2 separate regions of the Triticum aestivum genome follow, and region 2 is linked to region 1. A link is a contact called in public Hi-C data. All regions are on one chromosome and are shown on one strand. Each heading gives the region's core, a stretch centred on a gene start, on an enhancer-like site or on the middle of the called end of the contact. The rest is flanking DNA. Distances are from core to core; before and after follow the strand shown.

Evidence for each region. A called contact is a pair of places that touch in the nucleus more often than the background predicts.
Region 2: a Hi-C map of leaf shows a contact between it and region 1, with 2.3 times the contacts expected there. The contact joins the enhancer-like site here to the promoter of LOC123052890 in region 1. A contact is called at or near these places in 2 of 5 Hi-C or Micro-C datasets (both in leaf).

The regions. Positions count from the first base shown.
Region 1 is chr2D:311,061,706-311,065,303 of IWGSC CS RefSeq v2.1, reverse strand. It overlaps LOC123052890 (probable LRR receptor-like serine/threonine-protein kinase At2g16250), which reads left to right and starts at 1,582. Exons shown (of 4, transcript XM_044476251.1): 1 at 1,582-3,335. The coding sequence starts at 1,783.
Region 2 is chr2D:311,255,037-311,258,718 of IWGSC CS RefSeq v2.1, reverse strand. No RefSeq gene overlaps it. Among protein-coding and RNA genes, the nearest start is that of LOC123052893, 16 kb to the left of the region's middle. Within about 2 kb of position 1,393, at least 1 of the 8 cell types and tissues checked has an H3K27ac peak or open chromatin away from gene starts, as enhancers often do. A contact at or near this core is called in leaf, where this site is marked.

The DNA.
Region 1 (3,598 bases), core at 333-2,832:
GCCGCAGAACGCGAGCCGGGAGCCGCCTCTTCGGCGGGGTCGAGAGCTTCACCCCGTTCGGACCCGCCACTGCCTCGTCACCGTTAGGCTACTTCGGCACCGCCCGGCCTCCCCGACCCCCTCACGAGCTCGCCATCCACCCCCTCTCGGTGAGCCGTCGCCCCACCCCTTCTCCTCTGCTCCCGATGTAGTAAGCCGCCACACCGCCCGCGTACGCGCCCGACCGCGCCGGGGCTGCGCCTTCCGCCACTGCTGCTCCCCTGCATCGCGCTACCTCGCCCCTCTGTGCCCTTAGCCCCCCGTCGCGGCCCTGCTCAGCACTGCTGCCGCTGCCCGCTTGTGCGCCCCTTGCCTGCTCGCCCCGCGCGCGCCCCAACCCCCGCATGCCCGCCCGTCGCCTTGTCGCGCTCCAAATAACTCCAAATATAACATATTATATATGAAAGTCCCTCAAAAAATATGTAGATTTCAAATATGCTATTATCTCACTGGTTAATCATCTCCAAAATTGCTTTAGGATGCAACCTTAAATAAATATCTTCACCATATGAGTTATTTGGGTATGCCTATTATATACGTTTTCTACCCCATTTGAATTTAGTAGATATGCAGTTTGTGCTCTCACAATATCTATTATTGGCACCGTAGGGGATGTTGATTGATACCAACTACCATATATGCTAAAGGTTAAAACAGGTACGTAATCATCCTCTCTATTTCGCACAATGCACTACCAATCCCTATACGATGATTCATCTAAACTGAGGATACGAGCTTTATGTAACCAGTGGCTTAACATTGATTTCTATATTGTTTGAAATTATGCCCATAAAGATTTTTTAAGAATATTATTTGTTGATATTGTCGGGTGTGTATGAGGGATAATTTTTCTTCTTCCCGTTACAACACACGGGCATGTTTTGCTAGTATTAACTAATTATATATATCCGACATAAGTGAGGTGTCTCTTTTTCTTTCTCTTGTTTGAGCTTTCACAAAGTTGCGGTGTTGCGCTTCTTCACTTTTTTTGAGTTGACTTTCTTTTTCTTTGAAATGGAGCTTGTTCACTTCCATGTGGACACGTCTGCCGTTCTCACATGCACAGCTTCGGCTCCAAGGGAAAAGGACACTGGCCGATAGCTTAGCCGGACGCGTAAACCTAGAGATCTCTCTCCATCAATTCCAAACAGTACTGTATTTAAGAAGAAAAGAAAGAAGCAATGACCGATCAGGACAAGAAGCGGATGGACAAAACGAACATTCCTCGGTCGGTCCGAGCCCACGATCGAGCCCGCAAACCCGACCACGCCCGCCCGCGTGGAAACCAAGCGGGCCCACAAGCCAGTGTAACCCAGACGCCCCTCACGCCTCCACGCATCCCTCAGCCCCGTGGTCACAGACAGGTGGGCCAGCCGTTCCCGCCACTCCGGCCGCCTTCCCACCTGTAGGACACGGCCCGCATTGAAGCGGGCAGTGCCGAGCCCGTGAGACGGGCCCACGTGAAAGCGATCCGGGACGGCTGGAAGAGGGCCCCACAGAACCTCGCTCTTTAGTTTACTCGCCCGCACACATGCCGGTTTCGTTTCTTGCTTGCTTGTCTCGCCTCGCCGCCTCGCTGCCACGGTCAACTCCTCCTTGCTTGCCTCCCCCACGTCTCCGTGCCGCCCAGAGCCAGAAGCATTCCCTCAAACACCTCGTGGGCGCCTCTGACCCCGCCTCCCTCCATGGCCGCGCCCTAGAGACCTAGACTGTCGCGGCCGCTTCGGTGCTCCGGCTCCACCCATGCCGCAGTGCCGCCTCCTCCTGGCTGCCGTGGCCCTTTTGGGGGCTGTGGCGGCGGCCGTGGCGCAGCAGCCGCTCGCGTCGCCGTCGGACCTGGCGGGGCTGTACAGCCTGCGGGCGTCGCTGGGTTTGCGGGCGCGGGAGTGGCCCGCGAGGGCCGACCCGTGCACGGCCTGGGCGGGGGTCATGTGCCGCGCCGGCCGCGTCGTGGGCGTCAGCGTCGCGGGGTTCCGCCGCACCCGCCTCGCGAGCCGCGCGCCGGCGTTCGCGGTCGACGGGCTGCGGAACCTCACAGCGCTCGAGCTCTTCAACGCCTCCGGTTTCCCGCTCCCCGGCGAGGTGCCCGCGTGGTTCAGCCGCGACCTCCCGCAGCCGCTCGCCGTGCTCGACCTCCGCTACGCCGCAGTCAATGGCACGCTCCCGCCCGATCTCGGCTCATCGGGGAATCTGACTAGGCTGCTCCTCTCCGGGAACAGCCTCTCGGGCCAGGTTCCGGAGACGCTGCTCTCCGTCAAAGGCCTTCGCGTTCTTGACCTCTCCACCAACAATTTCACCGGGGAGCTACCCAGCGTCTCGGTCGGCGCCGGTGATGTAGCGGCGTCGTTGTTTAACATTTCAGGGAATTCTCTGTATGGTGTGGCCACTGATGCCATTGGGGCACTCAAGACGAGATTCCGGCTGGTGGACGTGTCAAGCAACTACCTCGATGGAAATTGGAATGGATCCGATGCAACGGTGGATGTTAGCGTGAATTGCTTCTCTGGTGTCTCCGGTCAGCGCCGCCATGTTGATTGTGAAGACTTCTATAGGAGGGAAGGGGTGAGACTTGTTGATATTCCAGTGCCTGCACCTTTGCCTCAGCCATCACCGGAGAAGAGCCGTGGGATCTCCAAAAATGTACTTATTGGGGTTCTTGCAGCCGCGGCAGCATTGATGGTTATGTTTTTGGTTGCATTGCTTTTCTGTTTGATGAGGAGGAGACAAAGAGGAGGTGGGAGAGGGGCGGAAACAAATGAGGAAGGTGCACGCGGCATGCGTAGGAGGGACAGCAGCGTAAATCCTGTGGCCTCATCACCGGCAGCAGTGTCCCCGAGAGCCGATGCTACTCCTAAGGACGCGATTACCGTTTTTGGTGAGTTGACCTATGAGCAATTGGTCCATGCCACCGGGGGCTTTGGTGATGACAACCTCCTCAAGCATGGGCATTCGGGGGATATTTACCATGGTGTGTTGGAGAATGGCGCACATGTCATCGTCAAGAAGATTGGTACAAAGAGTATCAACAAAGTTTCAAGCGAATTGGACTTCTATTCGAGGTACTCACATGAGAGGATTGTTCCGTTGCTCGGCCATCTGGCCAACAATGACGAAGAATTTCTGTCCTACAAGTATATGCCAAAGGCGGACTTGACCAATGCATTGCACAAGAAACCTGTGGACACTGAAGATGGCTTGCACTCATTGGATTGGATAACTAGACTGAAGATCGCCACTGGTGTAGCTGAGGCCATGTGCTTCCTTCATGACGAGTGCAGCCCACCATTCGTTCACAGGTATTTTATACTTTCTGTATGCTCCAAACATCTTGCTGGTGCATTTCCCAGTACATGTGGAATATGCTATTGGAGTATTTAATCTTATGGTATAAATTTGTTACATTTAGTTTATACTTTCTGGGGTCCTCTAAGTGGTGGTTGTGCTTTTGACGTTTATGAATACACCAGTAAAATTCATATCTGTCAAGGCATTATTGCTGAAGAGAGAGAAATTTTATATATGTGAAACTTTTGTTTGACCTATTATTCCCAAGTCTGAA
Region 2 (3,682 bases), core at 144-2,643, 190 kb before region 1:
CTACAATGTGTATCTTTTAACATTATTTTGAATTGTGAGAATTTCACAAAAACAATAACATTTTTCGAATTTGGATAATTTTTTAAATCACCATTTTCTATTTAGAAATCTCAAACAATTTGGAAAACAACAAAAGTTTTTGAAAAAATGGGAAACCTTTTTCAAGTTCCGGGTATAATTCAAAATAGCAATAAATTTTTGGAATTCTGAACATTTTCTATAATTTGATTTTTTTTTGAAAATTTGAATGTTTTGAGAATTTTGAATTTACAAAATAAATTCTGTAGGAAAATTAAATTTGGAAGTTTGAAAAGAGATAGGGGAAGGAGAATAAAGATAGAAGTAAAACACAAAAACAATGAAAAATGGGCCAGCCCATTACTGGTTGTCCTGTGCGACGTTCTGACTATTTGTCGCCCTGTGCAGAAAATAGAATTTTCCCAGCTGCAGGGGCAGAAAAATAAGTGGGCTGGCTTCGCTGGGTCATATCGCGCGGCCCAGGTACGAAATTCTGAAAAAGCCCTTTTTTCTAGCAAACGAACGTATTAGAATTTAGTACCACCTCGGATAGAATTTTATTTTCAAAAGTGAACGGATGAAAAAATTGGCGAAACGCACATTGCTTTATTAGTAGGTATAAATTATGAGAGACACGGGTTAGACCCTGATTAGGCCTCTCATCTCCATCATATTGTAACCATGGTTGCTCAACTGAACTTTCGATGAATTATGATTGCAGATTATTTTCTATTTAATCCAATTTCCACTTTGACCATAATCTTTTTCTGGTGGCTGTTTAAGGATGGGACATGTCTGCCGCATGTCGTTGAACATGTCAGCTTTGGCCGCTTCTCTGGCTCTCCAGAATAACATCACCTCGCTAACTTGTTTGAACATTCCAGCTCACACGATTCAAAGAGGGCCCTGCTTTCATTCTCCAGCGTTCCATGCCTCCATCAGGGCGCCCGTTTTATTCCCGAGGAGATCACGTCCATTGAATCATTCGTGTTATCTCTCTGGAAAAAGAAAATAAAAGGAATCATTCGTGTTACCAACCCTAAAAATAATAATAATCACAATCTCCATGACTTGCTGTAAAAATAAGTCTCTATGACTTGGTCAGATTGTTAATCTGTTTTCCTATAAATAATACTTAATGGCCTGTTCAAAATTTCATTATAATTATATTGTCGGCCTTAATAAATGAAGTAAAAAAATGTTGGATAGATCGTCGGCGCAGGTAGTGGCATTGCTGAATGTTGATTGATGGAATCGTTCGTCGCCTGATATGTGGGAAGGTCAGCTCAATTATTAGTTTAATGAGAAGCTACACAAATATGGAAGTTATCAAATTAGCTACCATGTTGTGTGTTGCTACCTTTCAGGGGCATATAATAATCAAATAAGATATGTGTGTATAATGTTGACGTTTTGTCGTATGCTTAACGCTGAAATGTTCTGTGGAAAATAGTATTCCGTTGATTGGAAGTTGTGGACTGCAGCATTCTTCCTCGGTCTATCACGATTCAGTAGAATTCCAACGCGGCTCATTGCGTAATGCCTTCTCTATGATTTTATCCATCACCACGACGTAGTCGCTAATTAGGGAGGTGCTATCCCCGTTCTAGTGGGCTAGCTAGAGCTAAAAACCATTTTAGGGGCTTTAAGAACAACCAGCTTGTTTTCGGATACTTAATCGATTGTTTTCAATACTTAATCGATCATATTGTTCAGAGAATTAGTGGTTGGAAGGAAAAACTTCTGTCGGCTGGAGGAAAGGAGATCATACTTAAAGTGGTTGTTCAAGCTATTCCCACCTATGCAATGTCGGTCTTTAAAATTCCTAAAAAAAATTGCAAAGGAATTATTGACGCGATGGCGCATTTCTGGTGGGGAGATGAGGATAACCAAAGGAGGATGCATTGGATGGCTTGGTGGAAAATGTGTGTACCCAAGAACCAAGGAGGAATGGGTTTTCGGGATATCCATTGTTTCAATTTGGCTATGCTTGCTAAACAGGCTTGGCATCTTATTGAGAATCCGGATTCTCTATGTGCTACTATTTTGAGAGTCAAATACTATCCTGACGGTGACTTGTTGAACACTGACCTGAAGAAGGGTTCTTCCTTCACCTGGCAAAGTATTATGGCGGGTGTGAGCTCCCTGAAGCGTGGTCATATTTGGCGAGTGGGAAATGGGCAGAATATTGACATTTGGGAGGACGCATGGATTCCAAATTGTGCAAACCGTTAAATTGTTACCCCTAAGGGAGGCCAGTTGTTACGGAAGGTAGCAGATTTGATTGATCCAATCCTAAATAGTTGGGATGAAGATCTTCTCAGAAAGACTCTATGGCCTATTGATGTTCAGTGAGTGCTTACGATCCCGATATCGCAACATGATATGCCAGACTTCGTAGCTTGGAATTTCATAAAAATGGGATTTTTTGGGTTCAGTCTGCTTATTTTGTGGAATGGGACCACCAATATGGGAACAAGTTGCGACATACCGATGGAATGGGATGTACCACGGTCAATCCTATTTGGGCGAGGATTTGGAAACTTGCTTGTCCAGCAAAGGTTAAAATATTTATTTGGCGTACACTTCACGACACTATTCCGTGTCGTGTTAGCTTAGCTAATAGACATGTGAAAGTCTCGCCTAAGTGTCCTGCCTGCTCATCTGGGCCAGAAGACACAAAACATTTGTTGTTTCTATGTGACAGAGCAAAAGGAGTATGGAGAAGACTAGGGATGGACGATATTATCGACGGAGCTTGTAAAATAGACTATGCGGGTGAGACAATCTTGGAATACTTACTTTCATTACCAGATCAGGAACTATATATTATGGGCACTCGTAATGTGCGTGACATGATTGCCATACCAGCCTGGTACTTGTGGTGGGAAAGGCTAAAATTGGTACACAATGAGACTACTCAGAATGCACAACAGATATCCATGGGGATACGCGCTCTCACTGCCAATTTTGTTAATGCCTCCTTGCCGAAGGCTTCCATGAAAAGAGGAGGATGGTCTAACCCCCCGTCGGGATTTGTTAAACTTAACATTGATGCTTCTTTTGACCACGACCTTCTCAGGGGTACGATCGGGGCGGTCTTAAGAGATGACAAAGGTAGGTTCATCGGTGGGGGAAATGGTAAGATTGACTGGTGTGCAGATGTGTTGATAGCTGAAGCTTTGGCGTTAAAATTTGGCCTATCACTTGCGCAAAGGACGGGTTGTAATCGCATAATTATTAACTCGGATAATATGGAGGTGATCGAGACCATGAACGAAGGAGGACGATCGTCGGGGGCAGCTGCTGCAATTTTTGATGACTGTTTTCACTTAGCTTGCGATTTTCCTATTTCTAGATTCGAGCATTGTAATAGAGAAGCAAATAAAGTTGCTCATGAACTTGCCAAGTTGGCTAGATTTTCATTCATTTCTGATTGGCTCGAGGAACCACATAATGCAATTGTACCAATCCTCATAAACGATGTAATGATTATTTCTAATGAATAAAGCTCGAACTTTCTTTCAAAAAAAGCTTGTTTTCGGATACTCTACATTTTTGGATGAATATGCAACATTACGCAGGTGAAATATAAAAAGTTCTTCCATAAGTACAATATCTTTCTAGTCATATTATGGAACTGAGCTGTTAACAAAACATGTAC